Linked DNA regions of Mus musculus: regions 1 and 2 are each linked to region 3. The links are chromatin contacts, called in public HiChIP or PLAC-seq maps. All regions are on one chromosome and are shown on one strand. Each heading gives the region's core, a stretch centred on a gene start, on an enhancer-like site or on the middle of the called end of the contact. The rest is flanking DNA. Distances are from core to core; before and after follow the strand shown. Region 1 has its middle 10 kb from the start of Alg8. Region 2 has its middle 12 kb from the start of Gm32945. Region 3 has its middle 11 kb from the start of Aqp11.

Region 1 (3,818 bases), core at 149-2,648, 390 kb after region 3:
TACATAGTAAATGCTAGGCTAGCCTGGGCTTCAGATTAAAGTTCAGTTTCAAAAAACCAGAGTAAAAAAACCAACCAAACAAAAAAAATGTGTACCTTACCTGTGCTCCATGCACTGAGCTGAATGCTTGCTTTGTAAGGATTGACTCAGTAGTGAGCTTCAGAGCCTCCTGCCTTTACTCCCCAAGTGCTGGACTTGAAGGTAGTACCACCATGCCCACTTTATTTGGTGGTAGGGGTTGAATCCAAGGCTTCCAGAATACTAGGCAGGCATGCTATTAACTGAGCTGTATCTCCAGTCTAGGCTGGTCTTGAACTTACAGCCTTTCCATATGAGCCTCCCAGGTACTGACACTGCAGGTGTGCACCCAATTAATATGTTAATTAACATATAATTTTAAATATTGGAGAGGTATGTGAATATATTGTAGACTGATGATATGAAGCTAAAACTTATTTCATGTAGTCAGAATGTCTAAAATTTGATCTCTTAAATTTCAAATATAAAGTATGTTCTTTTGTCACCATTTTTTTTTTACCTGCTGAGCCATCTGCTGGTTCTTATATATTTCTTAAAATATTATTTACTTACTTCATCTTTGTGTGTGTGTGGATTCAGAGAACCACCTCAGGAGTCAATTCTTGCTTTCTTTTCATGGGAGAGTTTTCTTGGGGATTACAGTTGTGTACTACTGCATCTGGCTTTTTCATACGGGCTCCAGAGATCTGAGTTCAGGTTGCCAGGCCTATGCAGCAAGCACATTTCCCTGCTCCCTCCTCCAAACACCCCCTTCCCCACGGCTGGGCTGGGGGTACTCACAGGCACTAAGATAAATAAATTTTAAGATAAAGTAATTATTTAATTACTTTATCTTATTTTTATTATTTATTTATTATTTATTTATTATTATTTATTATTTTACATATTTCTTTATCTATCTCTATCATCTACCTATATGTCTGTATGTCTCTCTGTCTGTCTGTGTGCATAGGCATGCCACACTCAGAGGCCAACCAGTGGAATTCAGTTCTCTTTTTATAGCCTATGGGTTCTGAGGATCAAACTCAGGTTACCACGTTTGTTGGCAAGTTCCCTTAGTGGCTAAGCCATTTCACCACTCCCAAATATAATTAAGCAGATAAATACATGTGAAGGTGCCACTGAGGAAGACACCCAGTGTTGACCTCTGGCCTCCAAACACTCGTGTACACACACACACACACACACACACACACACACACACACACACACACACACACACACAAGTTCATGTATGCACAAACAAGAAATAAAGCTAATAGAGTGAGGCTGGAGAGATGGTGCAGAGGTTAAGAGCGCTGACTGCTCTTCCAGAGGTCCTGAGTTCAATTTCCAGCAACCACATGGTGGCGCATAACCTTCTCTGATGAGATCTGGTGCCCTCTTCTGGCCTGCAGGTATACCTGCAGGCATAATGCCGCATGTATAATACATAAACCTTAAAAAAAGTGAGTAGAGCAAATATATTTGTGCATAGACCACAAATATGCAAGGATATCTGTAAGATGAATTCCTATCAAGTGCAAGTGTTGCATTAGAGGGTCTGCACAGTTGGAAAAGAAACAGTACCGTTTGTTTTTCCCAGAGATGGCATTAGTTTGCTGCCTGCCGGTACTGACAGTGTGAGTGCTTGCTTCACCCGACCACACTGCCACTTTGGATTTAACCTATTTGTTTACTACCTTCTAACTACCAAAAGAACACATGAAACACCTCCACCATAACAGTCGTTTTTTTCTGAGTAAGAATCACAGATTTGCTTGGGTTTTATCTTTCTGATAGTGGGGCTGGATCTTCTGTCCTATCCTGTGGGTTGTACTCAGAGGGCTCGGGGCAGGTGACTGACCACAGGACTCAACCAGAATAGCTTCAGGTTGCCTGGGTAATTGAGACCCAGGCTGGTGCCCTGCCTCATAATGGAAATGCAAACAAGCCAAGTTCTATAATGGAGCACAGAGCCCTTGCCGGGAAACCACAAATTGCTGACTTGCTCCTGCAAAGATTATTCAGAAGCCAAGTCCAGAAATTCTAAAGACACATAAAAGCTGGGTTGGAGGAGGACTTGCATTTAGAAGAGAAGCCAGTAGCAATGGCTTTGGTGGTGCTTCCTAGAGAGACAGTGAGAAGCCATGGCCCTTCGCCACTCCTGATGGTCCCAGGACACTCAGGGTCCCTCCAGGAAGGATCCTGGCAGTGTCTCCATAGATAACGCTAGGGCTACGCATAGTGCAGATCCCGATTTGGTCACTCACCAGATCTCTGACCTTGGCGTGTGATATATTTTAAGGAATCTATGTCTCAGATATCCCCTTTCTTTGCTTCAGCTTTCTCAGCCATACATTGTTTGTTATAGCACCTGTCTTAGAAGGTCATTGTAAGAGTCAATTGGATAATTATGTTTGTATATGACTTAGCAAGATGTGTTGCTCTTTACAATGGCCTAATGTCATTACTATTAATAATAATTAATAAACAAGAGGGACCCAGGAAGGGATGTAAGGGGAAAAGTGTTTGGAGAAGGAACTGACTGACTGAGCTAGGTTTTGAAGAATCAAGATGGCTCGACACATTGGAATGAATGAAGTTTGTGTACAAAGGACTCACTTCCCTTGCCCCAGACCGCACACAGCGCCAGAGTCTTTGGAGCAAGACAATGCAGAAGAACGTCAGGGGTGAAAGGTGGCACTTACCCCACTGTGAAGAGTGACCAGGAGTACTGGCTCAAGTGGTACTGACAATGGCTCGGGCATTTATGGTTAAACTGAAGTGTGGGGTGTGGCACAGCAGCAATTCCTGTGCAATAAAAACACTTTCCTTAACATGAATCTCTTTCAAGAAGACTTGAACCCCAGTCTTCAGAAGGAGCCATGTATTGTACTTGGTTCTAGATTTCACACTTTTTGAAACCAGAGGAGCAAGCTCTGACCATCTCCCACCGCAGTTGGTGGTGTTTATTATTTATTTCTCCTTTTCCTTTCCTTCTTCTTAGTTGTTGTCTTATTATTGTTATTGTTATTATTATTATTATCATTATTATTATTATTATTATCAGGTCTCACTTTGTAGCTCAGGCTGGCTAGCCTTGAAGTCATTATTGAAGACCAGAATGGCCTTCTCCTGCTTTAGACTTTTGAATGCTAGAATTTTAATAAAACTGTCTATGTCTCAAATATACCCTCCCCAGCCACCTCCTGTAACTTGACACAGTCTTCCAGGGTCTACCCCTAGCCCTTTATTACCATGAAGCTATGGACTGAGAGTTTTCATCCCAGACCAATATTCACATTAAGACCTTAATCTCTCCTCTTCTCTCCTCTCCTCTCCTCTCCTCTCCTCTCCTCTCCTCTCCTCTCCTCTCCTCTCCTCTCCTCTCCTCTCCTCTCCTCGATTCCTCCTCTCCTCGCTTCCTCCTCTTCTCTCCTCTTACTCTCTTCTTCTCTTTCCCTCTTGACTCTCTAACTTTTCTTCTCTCTCTCTCTCCTTTTCCACCTTCTCTCCTCTTGGCCATGGCTGGTCTCTCTCTCCTCTCTCTCTCTCTCTCTCTCTCTCTCTCTCTCTCTCTCTCTCTCTCTCCCTTACCTTTTCTTTTCCCCCTGCCTTTCCATAATAAAGCTCTAAAACCATAAAAAAAAAAAGACCTTAATCTACTCCCATGCTTATTGTATTTGGAAATAAGCCTTTGGGAGGCGAGTAAGCCATGAGAGTAGAACTCCTCATGGGATACGATTAGTGGAATGGTGGTGTTTGCAAACCCAGAAGTGGGGCCTCACTAAACACCA
Region 2 (3,687 bases), core at 1,095-3,594, 320 kb after region 3:
AGGGGGAGATTAGGGGATTTCCAGATCTAAACAATGTCTATTCTCAAGAAATGGGTATGGGAGGGGTACAAGGAAAGAGTCTAATGAAGGTGCAGCAATGGGCGCACACCTGGTCAGAACATTGGCAGACACACAGGTTCAAGGAGTGGCCAGAGCATTGTGCACCTCTATTTTTCTAAATCAGTGAAGCTAGTTCTGCTAACACTGACGTCTATCTTGCCAATTTCAGGGCTTCTGTGTCCTTTTATATTCTGCCAGGATCTTTCAGCATCACAATTAGGCTCCCAAGTCCTTTTTTGTGATCCTGATCAATCCGTCTTGGGGTGTGCATTCAATAAACTATTCTTGCTTGACTGAGATCGGTTCATTTGGTTTGTGTGACAATTCCTGAATGCCAGCAAATCAAAGGCAGACCATGGGCACAGGTCAAGTGAGTCCTTAGAACAGACAGAATGAATGTCCTATCTCAGAGGAAACAAGATTGGAACCCAACAGGAAGAATCCAGCAAAACTTTTACCTCCAGTCTCCTGCCCAAGCAAAGCATCATGGGAATTTCCTACACAGAAAAACTGCTTTCACACCCCTTGGCCACTCTGAGATGGGGCCCTGGACGAAATGGCTGACAGGGCTGGCTGGAGTCTTGGCAGATATAAAGAAGCGGGAGGGGCTGCTCCATTTCTACCAACATTGCACCTCAGAACAAGATGGCATACATTTCGCTGTCTGTAAATGACCTTGGTCATTTCACTTACAACTGTCCATAACTCCAAATTTAGGGATTCTGATGACCTTTTGTGGTCTCCATGGCACCCAGCATGGATGTGGCACTCAGACAGACAGACAGACAGATAAAACATTCATAAACATAAAAATAATTATATAATTATATAATTATATATATATATATATATATATAGAGAGAGAGAGAGAGAGAGAGAGAGAGAGAGAGAGACAAAGTCTCACTATGTAGCTCTGACATGTAAATCAGGCTGGCCTTAAACACACAGAGATCTTCCCGCCTCTACCTCTTGAGTGTTAGGATCAAAGGTGTGTGCCTCTACTCCAGGAGTACCCTTTTTTGTTGTTGTTGTTTTACAATTTTTAAAAAAATATTTCTGAAATCACAAGAATTACATCTTCTTCCTCCTTTCCTTCTCTCCCCAAATCTTCCCACAAACTCCTTTTGCTTTTCTTCTCAAATTCATGACCTCTATTGCTTTAATTGTTATGACATACATATACACTATATATACATATACATGAGTATATATGTACATATAAGAATATATGTATATATATATATTCCTAAATATAGAAATAAAAAGCTACATACATATATGTACACATATATTACATATATATAATATATGTATGCTTTCAGGGAGGCCCTCTTGTCTTTGGGTACCCAATATGGAGGCTCTTTCCTGGAGAAAACTAATTCTGCTGTTAGCTGTAATTCCTTTTCTGGGACTGAGGCTCCATGAGAGGCCCCTCTTCCATGTTAGCCAGTCTGTAATTGGTGTTGGTGTCCTCGTTCAGGTCTGGTTAGGTAGTCATGACAATGAAACTTCACGGGTGTTGCCTCTCTGACATTTCTAGGAGGCAAATATTCTTTTTTTTAAAGATGTATTTATTGTTATATGTAAGTACACTGTAGCTGTCTTCAGACACACCAGAAGAGGGTGTCAGATCTCCATGTGGTTGGTGGGATTTGAACTCAGAACCTTTGGAAGATCAGTCAGTGGGAAAATGTTCACAGCCAACTTCCTGGCTCTCTGTCTCCCACATTCTTCTCACCCTCTCCTCTGTTCTGAGTTCTCAGGGCAGGGGTTGTTGCATCTGTTGGGTTCAACAACACTGCCGAGTGTTCTCTGTGTTAGATCATCTGTGGGCTTTTGTAACGGTCTCCGTCTGTTGTAAGGAGACACTTCTTTGATGAGGATGAGACCTATGCTTTCTGTGGGTATAGGATAAATATGTAGAATGTAGTTAGGAATTACGCTGATTTTGTAAGAAGGTAGGTATAGGTTCTCCAAGAGCCATGATTCACTAGTCTGGGGCAGTTGACTAAGGAGCAGACATGATTTCCCTCATGTTGTATGGGCTTTAAGTCCAACTAGAGAACTCTCAGCCCCTGTTAAAGTATAGGTGCCACTATAGCGACCTTGCGGGTGCTGTGCTCATTGCTTTAATTCCCAGGCATCATAGCTGGGAAGAGCTATTGCTTGCTTCCTTAAACATTTTAAGCTGTCTGTTTTCACAGAGTTGGCAACCCAGGGTGCCCCGTGGCAGAAGCCTGACCTAGCTTACAGCTGATGACCCCTGCTGCTATGGCGACAGGCAGGTTTCTGGTGAATTCAATTACTAGGCTTCCACACTGAGAGCAGAGACCAGGAATTGGCCTCCTGCCAGAGACTTTGAGACTTTGAGAAAATTTACTTCACAAAGAAAGCTTGGCGGTGGGGGGTTGGGGAGGCTAGTAGGGAGGGAGCAATCTGGATTTTAGATGGTTAAAACCGTTTACCAAGGGTGGAACCGAAATTCAAGGTGACTCTAAATAGCATGGGGAATTGAGACTGGCACCACACCCTGTCACATGTTTATTCACTCAGAAAATTTGAATTGTACTGTTTTAAATGTTCATGTACACACACACACACACACACACACACACACACACACACACACACACACACACACACACACATGCACATTTATGTCCTTGTCTGGTATCATAGGGCTTTTCTTGCACTCTGGAAGGTCTTTCTCTTTTTTGTCTTTGTTTTTGTCCCAGCCTTCCCAGTGCTGTGCTGCTAGGTGTGGGCCACCATACCTGGTTTGCAGTATCCTTTCCCCCAAGCACTGTGAATGGAAACCGAGGATTCACACCTACCAAATGTATCAACATTTTAATTTTGATTGTTTTTAATTGAGTGCGTGTGTCCATGGGTGTCTTTGGGTGCTCCAGGAGGCTAGAAGTGTAAGATCCTGAGCAGGTAGGGTTAGAGGCAGTTGTGAACTCCTGGATCTTGGTGATGGGAACTGAACTCTGATCTTCTGCGAGAGCAATGCACTCTCCCCTCCCCCGACCTTCCAACCCCCACCCCCGCTAAAACAGGGTTTCTCTGTGTAGCCCTGGCTGTCCTGGAATTCACTCTGTAGACCAGGCTGGCTTTGAACTCACAAAGATCTACCTCTGTCTCTTGAGTGCTGGGATTAAAGGCAGGCACTACTATGCCTAACCTCCTTATTTTTATTTTTATTTACATTTTAAAAAATATTTATTTTGGGCTAGAAAAATAGATTATTGATTAAGAGCAAGTCCTGCTCTTCCAGTGGATCTGATTTCCAACACCCTGATCGGAGACTCACAACAACCTGTAATTCCAGTTCCAGGGGAGATGAGGACTCCTAGAACACTTGCATTCACAAGTACATACCCTCCCCCCATACACACACATACACACATATACACTCATACACATATACACATATACACACATAGACAAATATGCATATATACACACACATATATATACTCATACACATATACATATACACATATACACTCACACACATTCACACACATATATACACTGTATATTTACACACACATACACACATATACACTCACACTATACACATATATACTCACACACATATAAACTTACATACATGTACCATAC
Region 3 (3,750 bases), core at 1,213-3,712:
AATCCAAAAGAACCGAAGTCGGGATCTTGACAAGACATTAGAAGTCCTGTGTTCACTCTGGCACTGCCTGTAAGAACTGAGGTATAAGCCGACCTACACGTCATTACAGATGAATGGATAAAGACATGAAGCACACACATGTTCTTAAATAAGATGGAATGGATATATCACAATGGAGGGTGGGGAGACGACTCACAGTTAAGAGCACTTGCTGCTCTTCTAACTCCAGTTTTAGGGCATTTGATGCCCTCTTCCTGCTCTCTGAACAGCACATGGGTTGTACATACATGCATGCAGGCAAAACACTCATAAAATAAAAAAAAAAATACAATTTAAAAGCATTAAAATTTGTTGGGTGAGATGGCTCATGCCTTTAAGCCTACTAATTTAAGCCCTTTAATTCTGGAGGCAGAGGCATGTGGATCTCTAAGTTTGAGGCCAATGGATCTCTGTGAGTTTAAAGTCAATCTGGTCCATATAGGGAGTTCCAGGACAGCCATGGTTATATAGTGAGACTGTCTCAAAACAAAATAAAAAGCAAAAACAAAAAAATAAAAAATAGGGCTGGTGAGATGGCTCAGTGGGTAAGAGCACCTGACTGCTCTTCCGAAGGTCAGGAGTTCAAATCCCAGCAACCACATGGTGGCTCACAACCATCCGATCACGAGATCTGACTCCCTCTTCTGGAGTGTCTGAGGACAGCTACAGTGTACTTACATATAATAAATAAATAAATAAATCTTAAAAAAAAAGTAAAAAATATAATATCTGAAGTTAAGGATTTGGAATTGAAATGTAAATACATATGGTATGACTTAGAATTGAAATAATTATGCAGGCTATGAGACAAGGTAATTTTATCTTCTTGAATTCTTTTTGATATTCTAATCACAGCAATTGATCAATATAAATAAGTATAATTAAAGAACTAATTCCAGAAAGAAAAACATACTAACAAACATCCAAATCTACAATTGGTTTTCATGAATTCTTTCCTGCGTCCTAGTTTATAATGGATCATTATTGGGAGGAAGTCTGACTTCCGCTTAAAATAACAAACAAATCACCACTCTGTTAAAACACAAAACAACCACAAACTAGGCTAAGGATGAAGTGTATCTGACAGAGTGCTTGCCTAGCATGCTGGAAGCCCTGGCTGCAACCCAAGTAAGGTATAAAACCAGGCATGGGTGTGCACACCTGTAATCCTAGCACCCGGAAGGTGAGGGCAAGGGAATCCTGACTTCAAAGTCGTCCTGAGCCACAAAACATCATCCTGGTTTGATAAGGGGGAAAAAAAGAGGAAAAGAAAAGAAAATTAAGGAATAGGAGGGACTTGGGCTAGAATACCTGAAAGGAAATTTTAAGCTAAAGTGTATATGGCACATGACTGGAGGGGACCATGACTTGAGTTGCCTTGGGGATCAGGTGGGAGGCTCATAGCTGTGGTGGTTTTGTGGTTAGGCAGCTCTGTATCCTGCCTCCAGCTTTAACCACTCACTGGACGTTAGTTAGGGAGTCCTTGCTCAAGTTACAGGAGCTCTAAAGCCCAGCCTCCTCATGGGTAAAACGGAGATGTCCACGGGCTATGTCACAGATGTTCATAAGACAGAATTCATACCAGGCATTTAAAGCAGGCAGATGTGCCCTGTCTAAGAAGCAGATTATATCCAACAAATGCTAGGCTCCTTCATGTGTGAAAGTGAACAGACCTGAGACGAAATTCACCAACAGGTCTTTGACAATCCCTCTGACTTTCTGACTGCCGAGTGCAGACCAACACACTATAGTCTCCAATGACGTGTGTGTATATGTGGATGACGTGATCACCATCTCCAGGTCCCTAGAGGAAGGCATGTGGGTTTCATCTACATGTAAAAAGAATAAATTAGGAGCAGGAAGTGTATCGGAGATCCTCTCTATTTATTTACCTATAGTTAGTTTTAAAAAATCTCTTTAAAACTCATCTTTTTATTCTTAAACAGTCATACATTTGCATAAAGTACTTTCTCGGACCCGCCCCCTCCACCCCTTCCCGCCCTCCTACTGCCTGTTGACTGCTTTCATCTTCCCAAGTCCCTCCGGTACTTCTGAGCCTTTTTGTTTGCTTTACTTTGGGTCTGGAGCCACGCTGTGTTCAGTCAGGGTTGCTTGCAGGAGCACGGGGCGGGGTTGTGGACCATGCACAACTAACCAGTGTCAACACCCCTGAAAAAACACGACTTGCTCTCCCCAGTCCCTTCTAATTTCCTTTAAGATCTATGTCTTTTACTTTATGTGTATGAGTGTCCTGTCTGCATGTGTGCCGAGGCGGTCAGACAATGGATCAGGTCCTCTAGAACCGGGGTTACCGGTGGTTGTGAGCAACCACTGTGTGCTGGGAACCTAGGTTCTCCTCTGAGCCATCTCCCCAGCCCTAGTTAGATACTTAGAAAGAGGATCTCACTGTGTAACTCTGGCTGGCCTGAAATTCACAGAGCTCTTCCTGTCTCTATTTCCTGAGTGCTGGAACCAAAGGCTTGCGCCCACACTGAGCTCCTTTTACTTTTACTTTCTAAATTAGAGAACGTGGACGCTGCTTCACAAAGTGTCCCGCTACAGCCGTGCACACAGGAGAGTTCCCCCAACAATGTACACAATCCCAGTCTCCAGGTCTTTGAGTTCTGTTGGAAACAAAACAAAACAAAACAAAAACAAAAACAAACCACCACCACCCCACAACAACAATAACAAAAAAACCACAAATGCCTTCCCCTGCACCCATAGGCCCGAGACAGAGCTTGGCAGGGATGCAGTGTGGCTGGCTTCCCCAAGGGTGCACAAGCTCTAGATCCAGAAGGAGGAGGCATTGTGCAGAAGAGCCCGGAGCAGCAGCCAGGCTTCCTTCGCACCAGCAACATCCCTGCTCCTCAAAGTTGTGACAGCCGGGAGTGGGGGTGGGTGGGTATGAGGGACTTTTGGTATAGCATTGGAAATGTAAATGAGCTAAATACCTAATAAAAAATGGAAATAAATAAATAAATAAATAAATAAATAAATAAATAAGTTGTGACAGCCTTCCCCAGGCCCAGGCTCACTAAGTTTTGGAGGCTACAAGGTAGCAGTCACCATAAAATCAACAGTAGTGTTCTCCGTCAAGCCGTGCAAACAGAAGAGGTTCTCCCAACGCGGGTGGATCCTGACCACCGGCCTCTGGCGGGACAGAATGTTCTGGTGGCCAGGCCGCAGAGAAAAGTCTGGCTTTGTGTTGTACAAGGAGGAAAATTCCTACTGCGGTTGGACGCAGCTCACTCTGAGCTAGGGTATCGCCTGCCACCTAGCGGCTCGCTCGCGGAAGAGGGCATGTTTCCACGAAAGCAAGGCCAAAAAGTTCGGTTCACGTTTTTTTTTTTGTTTGTTTGTTTTGTTTTGTTTTGTTTTTTTGTTTGTTTGTTTGTTTTTTTTAACACCTCCCGGGCTGCCAGGATCCCCCTTCTCAGGACAATGCCAAGGCTGGAGCCTTACAAAATACCGAGTACTAGTGTCTTTTTAGTATAGTTCGTCACTCTCCCACAGCTCCACCTGCTAGAAAGAAATGCAGAGAGAGCAGCGAGAGGAAGCTCCCGTTCAGCCATGGAAAGAGATCAAGTCACATACAGGACTAATGTGGGTGACAGAGACCATGGAACTGGAGTCAGTAAAGAGATCCTGGAAGGCGTGCGCGTGTGCGTGTGTGTGTGTGTGTGTGTGTGTGTGTGTGTGTGTGTACAC

Evidence for each region. HiChIP or PLAC-seq counts read pairs in DNA pulled down with a chosen protein or histone mark.
Region 1: a contact with region 3 is called in an H3K4me3 HiChIP or PLAC-seq map of bone marrow-derived macrophages, with 5 times the contacts expected there. The contact joins two enhancer-like sites. A contact is called at or near these places in 3 of 115 datasets of contacts at active chromatin or transcription factors (bone marrow-derived macrophages, embryonic stem cells and memory CD8 T cells).
Region 2: an H3K27ac HiChIP or PLAC-seq map of embryonic stem cells shows a contact between it and region 3, with 3 times the contacts expected there. The contact joins two enhancer-like sites. A contact is called at or near these places in 3 of 39 promoter capture datasets (the 3T3-L1 cell line and 3T3-L1-derived adipocytes), 2 of 15 datasets of contacts at CTCF or cohesin (embryonic stem cells and pro-B cells), 10 of 484 Hi-C or Micro-C datasets (B cells, the Ba/F3 cell line, the N1E-115 cell line and 4 more), 6 of 115 datasets of contacts at active chromatin or transcription factors (the 230-238 cell line, T-cell acute lymphoblastic leukemia, embryonic stem cells and 1 more) and 1 of 9 other capture datasets (embryonic stem cells).

The regions. Positions count from the first base shown.
Region 1 is chr7:97,359,246-97,363,063 of GRCm38.p6, reverse strand. No RefSeq gene overlaps it. Among named protein-coding and RNA genes, the nearest start is that of Alg8, 10 kb to the left of the region's middle. Within about 2 kb of position 1,398, at least 8 of the 459 cell types and tissues checked have an H3K27ac peak or open chromatin away from gene starts, as enhancers often do. A contact at or near this core is called in bone marrow-derived macrophages, where this site is marked.
Region 2 is chr7:97,428,633-97,432,319 of GRCm38.p6, reverse strand. No RefSeq gene overlaps it. Among named protein-coding and RNA genes, the nearest start is that of Gm32945, 12 kb to the right of the region's middle. Within about 2 kb of position 2,344, at least 66 of the 459 cell types and tissues checked have an H3K27ac peak or open chromatin away from gene starts, as enhancers often do. A contact at or near this core is called in B cells, the N1E-115 cell line, cerebral cortex and 1 more, where this site is marked.
Region 3 is chr7:97,747,808-97,751,557 of GRCm38.p6, reverse strand. No RefSeq gene overlaps it. Among named protein-coding and RNA genes, the nearest start is that of Aqp11, 11 kb to the right of the region's middle. Within about 2 kb of position 2,462, at least 234 of the 459 cell types and tissues checked have an H3K27ac peak or open chromatin away from gene starts, as enhancers often do. A contact at or near this core is called in B cells, the N1E-115 cell line, bone marrow-derived macrophages and 2 more, where this site is marked.